2 separate regions of the Mus musculus genome follow, and region 2 is linked to region 1. A link is a contact called in public promoter capture Hi-C data. All regions are on one chromosome and are shown on one strand. Each heading gives the region's core, a stretch centred on a gene start, on an enhancer-like site or on the middle of the called end of the contact. The rest is flanking DNA. Distances are from core to core; before and after follow the strand shown.

Region 1 (5,464 bases), core at 738-3,237:
ATGTTCATTGTTCCAGAGGCTCCAGAGAACAGAAATGGAGTCAAGCTGAAGACATAGAGCACTCAATACAGTTTTAAAGGTTTGGTTTTGCAGGGCAGACAAGGGAGAGGTGAGCAGGTGGAGCAGACAGCGAGCTGAGGCTGGGGAAACACAGTAAAAGGCTAGAGGAGGAGGTCACCCTCTTCTTCCATAGACCTTCCACATGGGCTTTACGTACTGACCAGACCCTCAAAAGAGTCTGGGGGAAACCTAGATTTACTAGTTACTCAAGAGTTTGGCTTATAACAATTTCTAGTTCAGGCCTTAGAGAAAATTGAGGTCTCTGCCCCCCCCCCCCCCAAACCAGGCAGCTCATTCTGACCTCTAGCTGATTGTTAGTACATTTCTCAGCTTTGGCTGGTCACTCAAGCGGGGCAAGTCTGGAGGCTCAGAGCCAATAGGAACATGGCAGGTCCTGAGGCCTTCCTAGGATTCCTTCAGAGAAAACAGAATTGGTCTGGGAAAGTCCTTTCTGCCTCATCTGGCCAGCCTGAACTGGACATTGTTTCTTTTTCCCTGGCCTTTACTATATAAGGACCCTGAACAGGAGAATGGGCACAAAAGGTGAGGGAGTTCCTAGGCAGGAGATAGGTCAGAGGAGCAGAGTGGGAGGGGAGCAGAGCCGGGGTGAGGAGCTGAGGAGCCCAACCAGCACAGCGGGTGGATGAGGCAGCCGAGCCCAAATTAGAGACTGAGGCTAAAATTGGCACTCTAGGAGTGCAGGGCTGGGCTGGAAACCTGCAGCCCTAACACCACCCTCCCTGCCCCGCTACCGAGAAGAACAGAGCAGAAGCTGGTGACAGTGGCTGGGCCTCATCTCCCTCCCTCTTTCTTTTTTCTTTCTTTCTTTTTTTTTTCGGTGTTTTGAGACAGGGTTTCTCTGTGTAGCCCTGGCTGTCCTGGAACTCACTCTGTAGACCAGGCTGGCCTTGAACTCAGAAATCTCCCTGCCTCTGTGCAACACCACGCCTAGCCATCTCCCTCCCTCATTACCACACACTTTTGGGACTAGATTAGGTAGTACCCTAAATTTTTACAAAACTTTGCCCCAGGGTGCTCAGGTTTTTACAGAGAAATCGGAGACCTTGATAGGTGGAAACGGAGCAGACTGGAGAATTTCCCCAGTGGCAGGAAACTCAGGTTGACTCAAAGGGTCCAGAGAAATGAAAACCCACCCACACTCCTCAGCAAGCTCAAACGTTTCCAGACAGGGCCAAGTTGTTTCTATAGTCTCCTGTGGCAGAGAAAACTGGTGTCAGGACACAAGGAAGGATTTCCTCAGCTAGCCTCAGGAAAGGTGGAGCCTTCTCACCTTCACTGCCAAAGTAATTGGCAGAGGTGGGGCTGAGAAGGATGGTCAGAGTGTGGTCCACAAGGCCCAGAGGGGTGAGAAGCTGGGCGGGGGGTGGGGGGGGGTGAGGGGAAAACCCTCTCTTGTGGACTCCTAGCTTTTGGAAAGGAGTCCCCTTCTTCACTCTTTTGGGGGAGTGAAGCCTGTTAACGATGAAGCTTCTAGTTCCCCTTTCATTGCCCCCTCCCTCTTGTCATACCAGTCCAACATTGTAAAAGCGGTCTGTGTACTCAAGCCTGTTTGATGAGTGAGCCCTTATGGCTAGGTCTCCCAGTTACCGATAAGGTGATAGAATCCCCTTAGGGTCTTTAAAGAGTGAAGTTACCCGGAATGGGCGCCGGTGTTTTTCAAGGACAGCCGAGCTAAGGGAGGTCGCTGAGGTCAGAGAGTGTTCCTAAGCGCTAAAGGGAAAAGGGATCCTCGAACCTGTCCCAAGGACCCCTGTCCAGCAGACTGCAGCGATACTAACCCCGGCGTCCCGTCCGGTGCGCGGGTACCCCGCCCTGCCTCCGCTCCGCCTCTCCCCTTCCTGAGCTCGGGTGGGGGAGGAGACTAGGGTTTGAGGAACTGGTGCTGGGTGCAGGGGCGAGGGGACTCAGACTTCCTGTCCCCGAGGCCGACGCGTGCGGCCGGACCCCTCCCCCGCCGTTGCTGGACACCCGGGGCCGCCGCGTCCTCCCGCGGCTCACGCTGGATTATGTCTCGGATCGAATCCCTCACTCGCGCGCGGATCGACCGGAGCAAGGAGCAGGCAACCAAGGTGGGCTGGCTCTGCGACCGGGCGCCCTGCCGACCTCTGGGCCTCCGCCCCGCGTCCCGCGTCCCCCCGCCCGCTCTGGGGCGCCCGAGTCCGCGCGCAGCGGCCGGACGGGGTGGGTGGGGCTGCGAGCGCGTGAGGAGGGGGCTGGAGGACCGCAACGTGACCCGCGTCTCCAGCACCCGCGCAGCTTCTGTGCGGGGATCTAGGAGAGCTGAGCTGGGTTACCAGTGGTTCGGCGGGACCGAGTGTTTTGGGCCGCTCGGAAGAAAGTTGCTCCGGTAAGGGATCGAGCGGGAAAGAGGGGCGAGCGTGTCGGGTTCCTAGGGACGACGCTCTTGGGCACCCCTTTCCGCACCCCAGTTCCGGGGGTTGCTTGCGGCCGTGCCCGCTAGCGCCGGCTCGGTCGTTCCCCCTTTGTCCCCACCAGCGGGTGGAGGGGGCCGGAGGGGGTGTTTTCCAAGCTCCCTCCCCCACCTTCCCGCCCCTCCAAGACAAAAGTCAGCTCCTCCTCTTCTTGCGGATGGACTTTCCAGCTGTGATTCAGTTCTTGCCTGGGGTAGGCGGGTGGCTAGGGGTCAAGACAGCAAGCGGCCGCCCATTTTCTCCGCCAGGCCAAACCGATCCATCAGGTGAAGCAAGCTGCCTTTGTGTCGCTGGGATGCCTTCTCACATCCTGAGCGTCTCGGTGCCAGGACCCAGAGTAGTTCCCACCCTTATCTGTTTCATCAGCTTCCAGGCTCCTGGTTCTCCAGCCGCCTCGGTTAACCCAGTTCCCCCACTCCCCTCAGCCATATTTCGATTATCGCCTCGGCTTGGGGGCCCTTCACCTGTCATCTGGAGTCTGGCTGTGTAATTATCAGCACACTCTGCAATACGACCTCTCCAGCACGCCTTTACAAGTGTCCTTTATTCCTGTCTTTGTATTCAGACGCCCTCCCAAATGCCATGACTTTCCTCACCTCAGCTCACAGGAAGTGGTGAAGCCGAGGAGGACTTGTAGATGAATAAGTGAAGCCAGGGGGGCCTGGTTCAGGCGGACGGCGCCTCCCTGTACCTCAGGACACTCACATTATAAGGCTCTCTCGGAAAGCAAAGGCAGGAAGGGCTTTAATCTTAATCCCTGTCCTTAGCGAGAGCGTAATGACCCTCCCGCAGCCAGCCAACCAAGCAGATCATTTTCAGGCTGGAAAGCCACTCTGCGAATGGAAAGCTGCCCTCTCCCTTCCTCCAAGGTTCCAGGCTTTAGCTACTTGCTTTACTGCTACACTGGGAGAAGGTCGGTAGGGGTGGAGAGCCTCGGGGGCGGGAAGCTCAGTTTGAGGCTTTTTGTAGGGTTTCGGGATGGGAGTCTGCTCACCGGAAGAAAGCTAGCAGGGCTCTGAGCAGCTCCAGGGTGAGGTGACTGAGTGTGAATTGTGGGGTGGCAGACAGGCTCTTAACAAACCCTAGCGACAGGCCAGGCCCCAGCTCCCAGAGTCTGTTTATTTTTTCAACCGTTTGAGCGAGACCCTGGAGTAAAGCCAGGGTGGGTGGGGGGAACTTTTTGAAAGCACGGAAATTTGGTTCCACCCTAAAAAGGAAAGCCACTGGGGGGGGGGGGGCAGGAGAGGCAGACCTGTGGGGCTGTACGAAGACATCCTCAGGGGGCCTTTCTCCAATCCAGACACCTGGCATCTCATCCCCTGTTTTTCTTTTTTTCTTTTTCCATAACACAGTAACTGGAAATCCAGACTCCTGGCTTTTTTATCTTTTGACTATGCTATGGAGAAGGGATCAGGGAATCTGACTGGTTTCCCAGAGACCAGTGAGTGGTTCTGAGAGGGTAGAGAGACCAGGGGAAGGAGGGAGGTTGTCAGTTTGAGCTGGTCGGAAGGGGAGGGACACCTCCGGAAAGCTGTGGTTACTGAAGTGGGGGAGTTGGTTCCTAGCCACGAACCCTGGATCTCCCCCCCCCCCCCCAGCGCACCAGCTGTCTCCTTTCTTTTTATACTGTGCTGGGAAGTCGAGGGGCCCACTGGAAATGAGATTATTTGAGGAACGTGGTCTTCCCCGATACCTACGAGGGAGGGAGAAAGGTCAACCCTGAGATCCGCTGCCCTCCCCCACCTCTTTCCTTACTTTGAGATATCTTCTCAGAGGGAAGAATTCAAGTGTAACCTGCCCCTTTCTCCTTCCCGGCATAGGATCGGCATAGGATCGCTCCTTCCGCCCCTCCACGCTTGCTTCCCTTTTCTCTGCATTGTTTCTGTTCTTCCAGGCTGTCTTCTGTTCTCCGCCCCCTCAGTTCTCTCTGCCCTACTTCCTACCTCCTCAAGCCTCAAAGCTGCTCTTTCCATCTTTAGGCCCCCTTATCTCTCCACCCTACTTTCCTGAGCCCTAACCGTCTTGGCCCACAGAACAAAGCCAGGAGCACCATGGGTCTTCCTGAACCCTGTATGTGATGGGGAGCGGGGAGAGCGGGCTGCCTTTGTTCTGAGTTCCAGAGAGGTGGCTGGCTTTGTTTGCAGGGCCAGGAGGGCAGGGCTGGGGGGGAGCCCTGGAGGGAAAGAAGAATCCTGACAGTTTGGGAGACTGGAGGAGTTGGGTCCTCGAGGAAGCTGAAGTCTGGAGGCCATCCAAAAAGCTTGTAGGGGTCATGGGTGTTCAGCAAAGCACTTGGTGAGGAGAAAGCGGCAAAGCTGGGCCCAGGGAGCTAAGACTTAGAGAGGTCACCTAGGGACTGCAAGATAGCTGGCAGCACCTAAAACACCCAGGGGCACCAGAGGAGGTGAAGGAGGGTCTGGTTTCTGGTACCAAAACTGTGACCTTCTATCAGGGAGGGCACAGATCAAACTGTGATTCCCAAGTATTGTCCCATGCTTCTTGTATTGGGGGTGTGTCTCTCCGTCATAGATGCTCAGGGGTGATCTTTGAAAATTCGTGCTTACCAAGCTGAGTGGACATAAGGAAGTAGTTCCCATTTTAAAGTTTAGCCTCTGTGTTGATGTAGGATGTAGGTTTTGAGTGAATTAATTGGTCGTGGTGGTTTCTGGAGCTGGTGGAGAAATGGCTGAGAAGTGCTGGCTGGACCCTTCTGGGTTTGTTTGTGTCTCCTTAGGGAGGTGGGGGCAGGGCTGCAGGCTGCAGCTACCCCCTCCCAACTCAGCTGGCCTGCCTTGTGCCAGGAGGGCAGGGAGTCTGGCACAGCTATTGTTTGCCTGCACAAATGCCCGTCTGTCTGCGTTTTTCTTGCCTTCTCTCTCTTGGCCCGACAGGTGTGGCTGGGTGGGGAGCAGGCTGGGGTCCAGGGAAACTGGGTCTCAGAGTCTCTATCT
Region 2 (6,047 bases), core at 1,516-4,015, 1.3 Mb after region 1:
CTCAGGACTGAGGCGAGCTCCGAGTGGCCCGGACCTGGAGCCCACGCCCCAGGCTCCGCCCCACCTGCTCCCACTGCAGAGCCGAAGCCTGCCAGTGCCGCGTAGGCGAAAGCCAGCGCATGGCCCCGCCCCCTCTCCCAGCCAATGCGGGAGAGCGGACCGCCCGCGTTGTCCAGGACAACGGCTTTCAACCCACAGACAACCCCTCCTTCCGCGGGAAACCGAGGACTCCGGTGGGTAGGCAAAGGAGGCCAGAGCCCAAGAGCCCAGGCCAAAGAGTAGGTATTGCAGATGCTTTTGAGTTAAGAGGTTGGTGACTAGCAATCACGGCCGAGCATCAGCCCAAGGATGAAATGAATTTAGCTTCTTAAACTACCCGCTCAGGACGCCTAGTCCTTTTTTCTCAGAACCATACTAGTCCTTCCTCTTCCCTTGGCTCCCTCAGTCATAACAACAGCCATTTTCATCATGCCCCCAGAGACCCACTTCTTGCCTCTCTTACCTGGGGGGCGCTTTTTTGCACACAGTGCCATCTCACCCAGCAAGGTTCCAGCAATCCATGGGAGACCCTGCAAGAAAGTAACAGACACACGCAGAATTCTTCACTGCCCACATCAGATGCCTTCTGAAAACTATCCTAGCTCTGCTCTGCCCTGCCCTCCCCACCTCCTCCAACTCCACTAACGCTCACCTTCCTGCACTGACATGAAAACCTGAGAGAAAAGGGAGGCCTTCCCTCTGTCCTGGAAAACATGAGGGAACTGAGAATTTACAGAAGCCAGAGCCTATAGGGAAAGGGCCTAGAAGAGACCAGATATAACAAGTGAGACGTAGCTCTCAAGGTATCCACCTGAGGAACAATGGCTGTCCCGTGTGCCGTCCTAGTGGCAATGACAGCTGCTGCCGGTACTAGAAAGCAGAATGTGCCCTAGTGGGTTGGGTGGAGAGCTAGGAACCAGGAAACACCTGGCAGAGCATCAGGAAGCAGGGTGGCCATGTTCCACCCTTCTAGAAAGCTCCTAATGTCCCCACCCCTACTTTCATTACTGGGGCTTCCATTATCACCTCCTCCCCAGGAGGGTTCTCATCAGACACATGGCCACCACTTCCTGCAGACAGTCCTCAAACCATTTCCTCTCAATCTTGTCCAGCCACCCTCTGGGGCCATCAGAGAGGTCTTCCCAGTCCTGCTAAGGGGTCACCATTCTCTCTCACCCCGAGTCTACTCCAGTCAGAATGACACTAAGAACAGGCTCAAGAGAGCCTCTGCTTCCTCCCACCCTCTCATGTACTTTCTCCTAAAAAGGTGTAAGTCCAGGCCACAGGAAACTCCTCTTCCTTCAGATGGAAAGCCTTGCCCCTCCTTAGTTCCCTTGCCTCTAGCCTGTCAGTCCCAAGAGATACTAATTGCCTGTCTGCCCAATCTCTGTAATTACTGACTGTGGTCCTAGCCCAGCCATCCTCTCCCGCTCTCCCTTCACTAATGTGCACTCCCTCCTTGACCTCAGAGCAGACAGTCCTGAGGGGCACTAAGTCCTTTTCACTCCTGACTCTCCACAACTGTGGCAAGCAACAGTGGCTGCCCCCTTGGCTCTGGAAGAAAAACCTCATGAACAATTTGGCGATGCCAAACCCTCTTCCAGGGCCCCAGCCAGGGTCTCCACCCAATCTAGAGCATGAGTCACGGGGAGGGTGGAGTGTGGAACCAGACGCTAAAGGAGAGGATGCAGGGTGGGCATTGCTGGCTCCTACCCAGCCCCACTCGAGTGGGAGGCTATCAAGCATCGTTAGCCCTAACATCTGGGTCTTCCTTCTTGGAAAGAGTTAACAGTGGAGCAAGCTGACCATCAAGCGTCAAGTCTGGATACAGATCAGGAAAGTACTTTTACCTCTAGGACCCTGGGGAGACTGAGAACAACTTTGGCCCCAATCCTCGAGAGGGGTGCAGTAACAAGGTCCCCCTCTCAGGATATCCTGGTTTTCTAAACCGACTAGGCCCACCAGCCACGTCGCCTTGCCCCGTCACCCTACCCCAGCCCCCTCTGCAGCCACATCTGGGATAAAAATAGCCAGCCATGGGAAAGAGGCAGCGCTCCACGAAGGAAAAAAGACTCCTCCTCTGGGTCTGGCCTCCGCTCCTTTCCAACCAAGAGCCTTTTCAGGGGAAGCTAGCAGATAGACGAGACAGGAGAAAACAATAATACCGGAGGCCACCTTCCTTCCCTCTCCAAGGACAGTATCCAGGACCCACCACACAGCTCTGAGCTCCCAAAGCTAACATCCCTGGCACCCTTGGTTTTCCTGGGGCACAGAGAGACCTCCACCTTCCCGGGACAAATCCTATCAGCCCCAAACTCCCTCTCTAGGCACCTAAAGGCTGGCACCAGGTTACTCCTCACACCCCAGCTCCGCACGCCCCTTCGGGGCCCCATTTTCCCAGCTTGCGCACAGCTACCGGTTCTCTCCATCCTGGTAGCCCTTCTCTCCAGCCTCCCACAGCCGCTCCCCGTGGCACCGCTGCCCGCGCCTCCCAGAGCCGACCCTCCCGGTCCACACCCCCGGCCCCACGGTGGCAGCGCCTTACCTTAGCGCTCCGCGCGCGGCGCTCGGCCCGGCGGCCCCGTCCGGCCCATGCCGGGGGCTGGGGCGGGGGCGCTCGGCTCCGCTGCCCGCAGGCTCCCGCCCCCCCACAGCAGCCCGGCTCTCCTGACCCCCCCGGGGCCCCGGCCCGCTACTTTGTGTCAGTTTCGGCCGCGGGGCGGAAGTGACGGCTGCGGCCACGGGCGGGGGGCGGGAGGGGCTTTGGGGAGGTGAGGGGCGCGGCGTGCGCCATCTTGGTGCGTAGGGAAGGGGGGGGTCCCAAGCTCCAGCCGGGACACGCACACAATCGGCGAGGCTGGAGGACGCTGGGATGCTGCTGCTTTATTTTGGAAGCCAGAAACCGAGCGAATGCTGCTTTCTCTGCCAGAAACCATCTTCGGGGAGGAGCCTGATGCGGGAGTAGTGATGAAGAAGCCCCGTAGCACACTTCTCTCTAGCCCAAGTCTCTGCTGTGCTTCCCTCCTCGCCCTGGCTCATCTCAAGGCCTTTCACTTCCTGAAAAGGCACAGCTATGCATTGACTGGGAGTTGTGCCTCAGTTTCTCCACTTGGTTCTCCTGACGATAAGTAGTTGACTTTGCCCCTTACCACATTCCCTTGGGTGGTATATTACGCGCGCGGACACACACACCTCGAAGAACTATCTGAGGTCGTTGGCGCTCCTGTCAGGCCAAAGGTAGGAAACGTAGAGATTTCCCGAGCTGGCAGCCAGAAGACAGGAAGATAGCTCCGAGGCAGAGCCCTTGCCTAGGCCCTAAATCAAATCCCTAATGCCACAAAGTACGAGTGGTTTTGTTGTGTTGTTGTTGTTGTTTTGAGTCAGTGGGAGGGGATGTCTCACTATGTAGCTCTGAAAGGCCTGAAATTCTCAGAGACCCTAGGCGTGCTCCATCACTTCCGAGTCAAACTTAAACTGGGTTTTGTTTGTTAAAAAGATTCACTCTTAAACCGGGCGTGGTGGCGCATGCCTTTGGTCCCAGCGTGCGCCTTCGATCCCAGCACTCCGAGGCAGAGGCAGGCGGATTTCTGAATTGGAGGCCAGCCTGGTCTACAAAAAGTTCCAGGACAGCCAGAGCTATACAGAGAAACCCTGTCTCGAAAAACCATTAAAAAAAAAAAAGATTCACTCTTGTTAGGTGTGTTGAGTAACACGCTGAAGTCAAAGCCGTTATGGTCTGCATAGAAGATTTCAGTACTCCATAGGGAGACCTCGTCTTAAGACGAAAAAGTGAAGAAGGGAGAGTAGAGGAAACCAAGCTTCTCTCGAGAAGCTCCCAGGCCCTACCCCTCAAAGGATCCTAGGATCCCTCCACCCACCCGATTCTAGAAACCTTCCCAAAGCCAGCGTGCACACCCTCTGGCGGCTCCTTTAAGGAACTGCGTGCCTGGAAGCTCCCAGGGTAGAAGACCAGTCTGGAGTCCTTCAGGAGTGGTAAACAGAAGTGTCCTAGTCTGGCATAGTAATACAAAGAATATCTGTCTTGCGTGCTGGCCAGCTCATGGTGCTCTTGCAGAGTGGGATAAGATTGGTCCTTGTCACAGCTTACACTCCAGCTGAGCTAGAGTAACCAAGTCTGAAGCCTTGAGTTGAGATGCCATCACCTTTGGAAATGGTTCTAAATCCTCAGGATGGTGCAGAGCCACCAGGAGCTGGTATTCGGCTGTGCCCAGGGTGGCCCCCACCATAGGAGCCACTGGAGGCACCCACCACCAGCCATTACCAGCGCTGTAATGGAAAGACAAAGGGAGGGGTCAGAGGTGGCTCTTAGACACACCTCTTCCCATAAGCCAGGACTAGTAAGGCAGGCCCTCACACTATTCCTGTCATGACATCCAACAGTGAGCATGGGTTCACATTCATGAATGGGAAGCACTTAGGAAGCAACCCCCAGCAGAACTTAGTCCAACCTCTAGTCTTGCAGAATAAACTGAATAGACTTTTTTACGGATGGAGTCACTAAAGCCCAAAGTAGTAGTATGGCATGCCCAAGGACACCTCTGAACCTACTATATGCATGAAAAGGGGGAGGGGGGATGCAGGAGAGCTATGAAGGAAGGGAGAACTTGCCAGCTGAAGAAGGAACACTGTTCTAAGAATACAAGGGCAGTATGTAAGTGGATAGAACTCAGGTTGGACATGGTAGCACATGCCTTCAATCCCAGCACATGGAGGGATCTCTGCCAGCCTGGTACATAGTGAAACCCTGTCTCAAAAAAAAAAGGGGGGGGGAGGAATCTGGAGAACCATGGACAAAGCTATTAATAGGGGTAAATGGAGGACTGTACCAAGGGAAGCTGTCTCCTACCTGAAGACGCCAGGGCCCCAGCCAGCAAAGTAGTGAAGATCCTTGGGCCCAGGTCCCGGGCAGGGTTGAGTGGAAAGCCACAGTTTGCACCCATGGATAGTCCAATGGTGAGGATCAGCAGTCCCACCACCACCGGCTCCAGACCTGCAGGCGCTCCTTTATTCCGTCTGTCTAGGGTCGCTAACAGCCCCACAATCAGCATCCAGGTACCCAGAACCCTGAGGTTGACAGAGGTCGAAGGAAAGCCATCAAGTGACACATAGGTGCTTCATTTGCCTTCTGTCACTCAAACACACTGTGCCACCCCCTCTATGCCATCTGTGCAGCAGAAGCTACGGGACCAAGGTAGAATGAACCCATATTCCACCCAAAATCTGAACAACGAGCTGGGATCCCAACAAACAAGGCAAAGTGCGGGACTTTCCCATATCTTCTGCTCATACTTACCTGATCCAAGAAGCCATTGTTCAGGGACAGATAGGGGGAAGGGTAAGTGGCAAAAATGGAGGCTGCCTCTTTGGGACCGGTCACTGTCAGGTTCCCACCTGTGTAGTTCTGTAGGGCATCCTCAAGAGAGAGGGGCACTCAGAGTTTCCATCTTTGCAAGGCACCTCTGCCCACAACTGTCCCCGATCACATTCTCTTACCATAGTAGAGAATGTAAGTGGCCCCTGAGGCACAGAAAGCAGACAGCAGTTGCACAACGCAGTAAACGGGGAGCTTGGCCCAGGGGAGGCGTCCCACCAGGCACATGGCCAGAGAAAAGGCTGGGTTTAGGTGGGCTCCTTCACAAGATCAAAGGGGAAAGACAGTGTTAGGTACCACTGCCAAACACTGTCACAACACCATGCTTTCTCCTGCAATGCTTATTTCCATTACTTAGTTTAAACAAGGCTCAAAAACTGGAGAGATGGCTCAGCGATCAAGAGCACTGGTTGTTCTTGGAAAGGACCTGGGGTTATCAGCATGGCAGCTCAAAACAATCTGTAACTCCAGTCCAAGGGACCCGTTGCCCTCTTTGGGACACCTCATGTACTTGCACAGACATACATCCAGGCAAAACACCCAAACATATACTTTTTAAAAAGTGATTTGCCAGAGTGGAGAGATGGCTCAGTGATTAAGAGCACTGGCTGTTCTT

The links. Promoter capture Hi-C pulls out the DNA fragments that hold promoters and counts their contacts.
Region 2: a promoter capture Hi-C map of cranial neural crest shows a contact between it and region 1. The contact joins the promoter of Atp8b2 here to the promoter of Arhgef2 in region 1. A contact is called at or near these places in 4 of 39 promoter capture datasets (cranial neural crest, liver and pre-B cells).

The regions. Positions count from the first base shown.
Region 1 is chr3:88,619,172-88,624,635 of GRCm38.p6, forward strand. It overlaps Arhgef2 (rho/rac guanine nucleotide exchange factor (GEF) 2), which reads left to right and starts at 1,988. Exons shown (of 22, transcript NM_008487.4): 1 at 1,988-2,150. The coding sequence starts at 2,088. It overlaps Gm20652 (a long non-coding RNA gene), which reads right to left and starts at 1,934. Exons shown (of 2, transcript XR_375820.2): 1 at 1,860-1,934.
Region 2 is chr3:89,960,573-89,966,619 of GRCm38.p6, forward strand. It overlaps Atp8b2 (ATPase, class I, type 8B, member 2), which reads right to left and starts at 2,766. Exons shown (of 28, transcript NM_001081182.3): 1 at 2,585-2,766; 2 at 503-569. The coding sequence starts at 533. It also overlaps the pseudogene Aqp10-ps.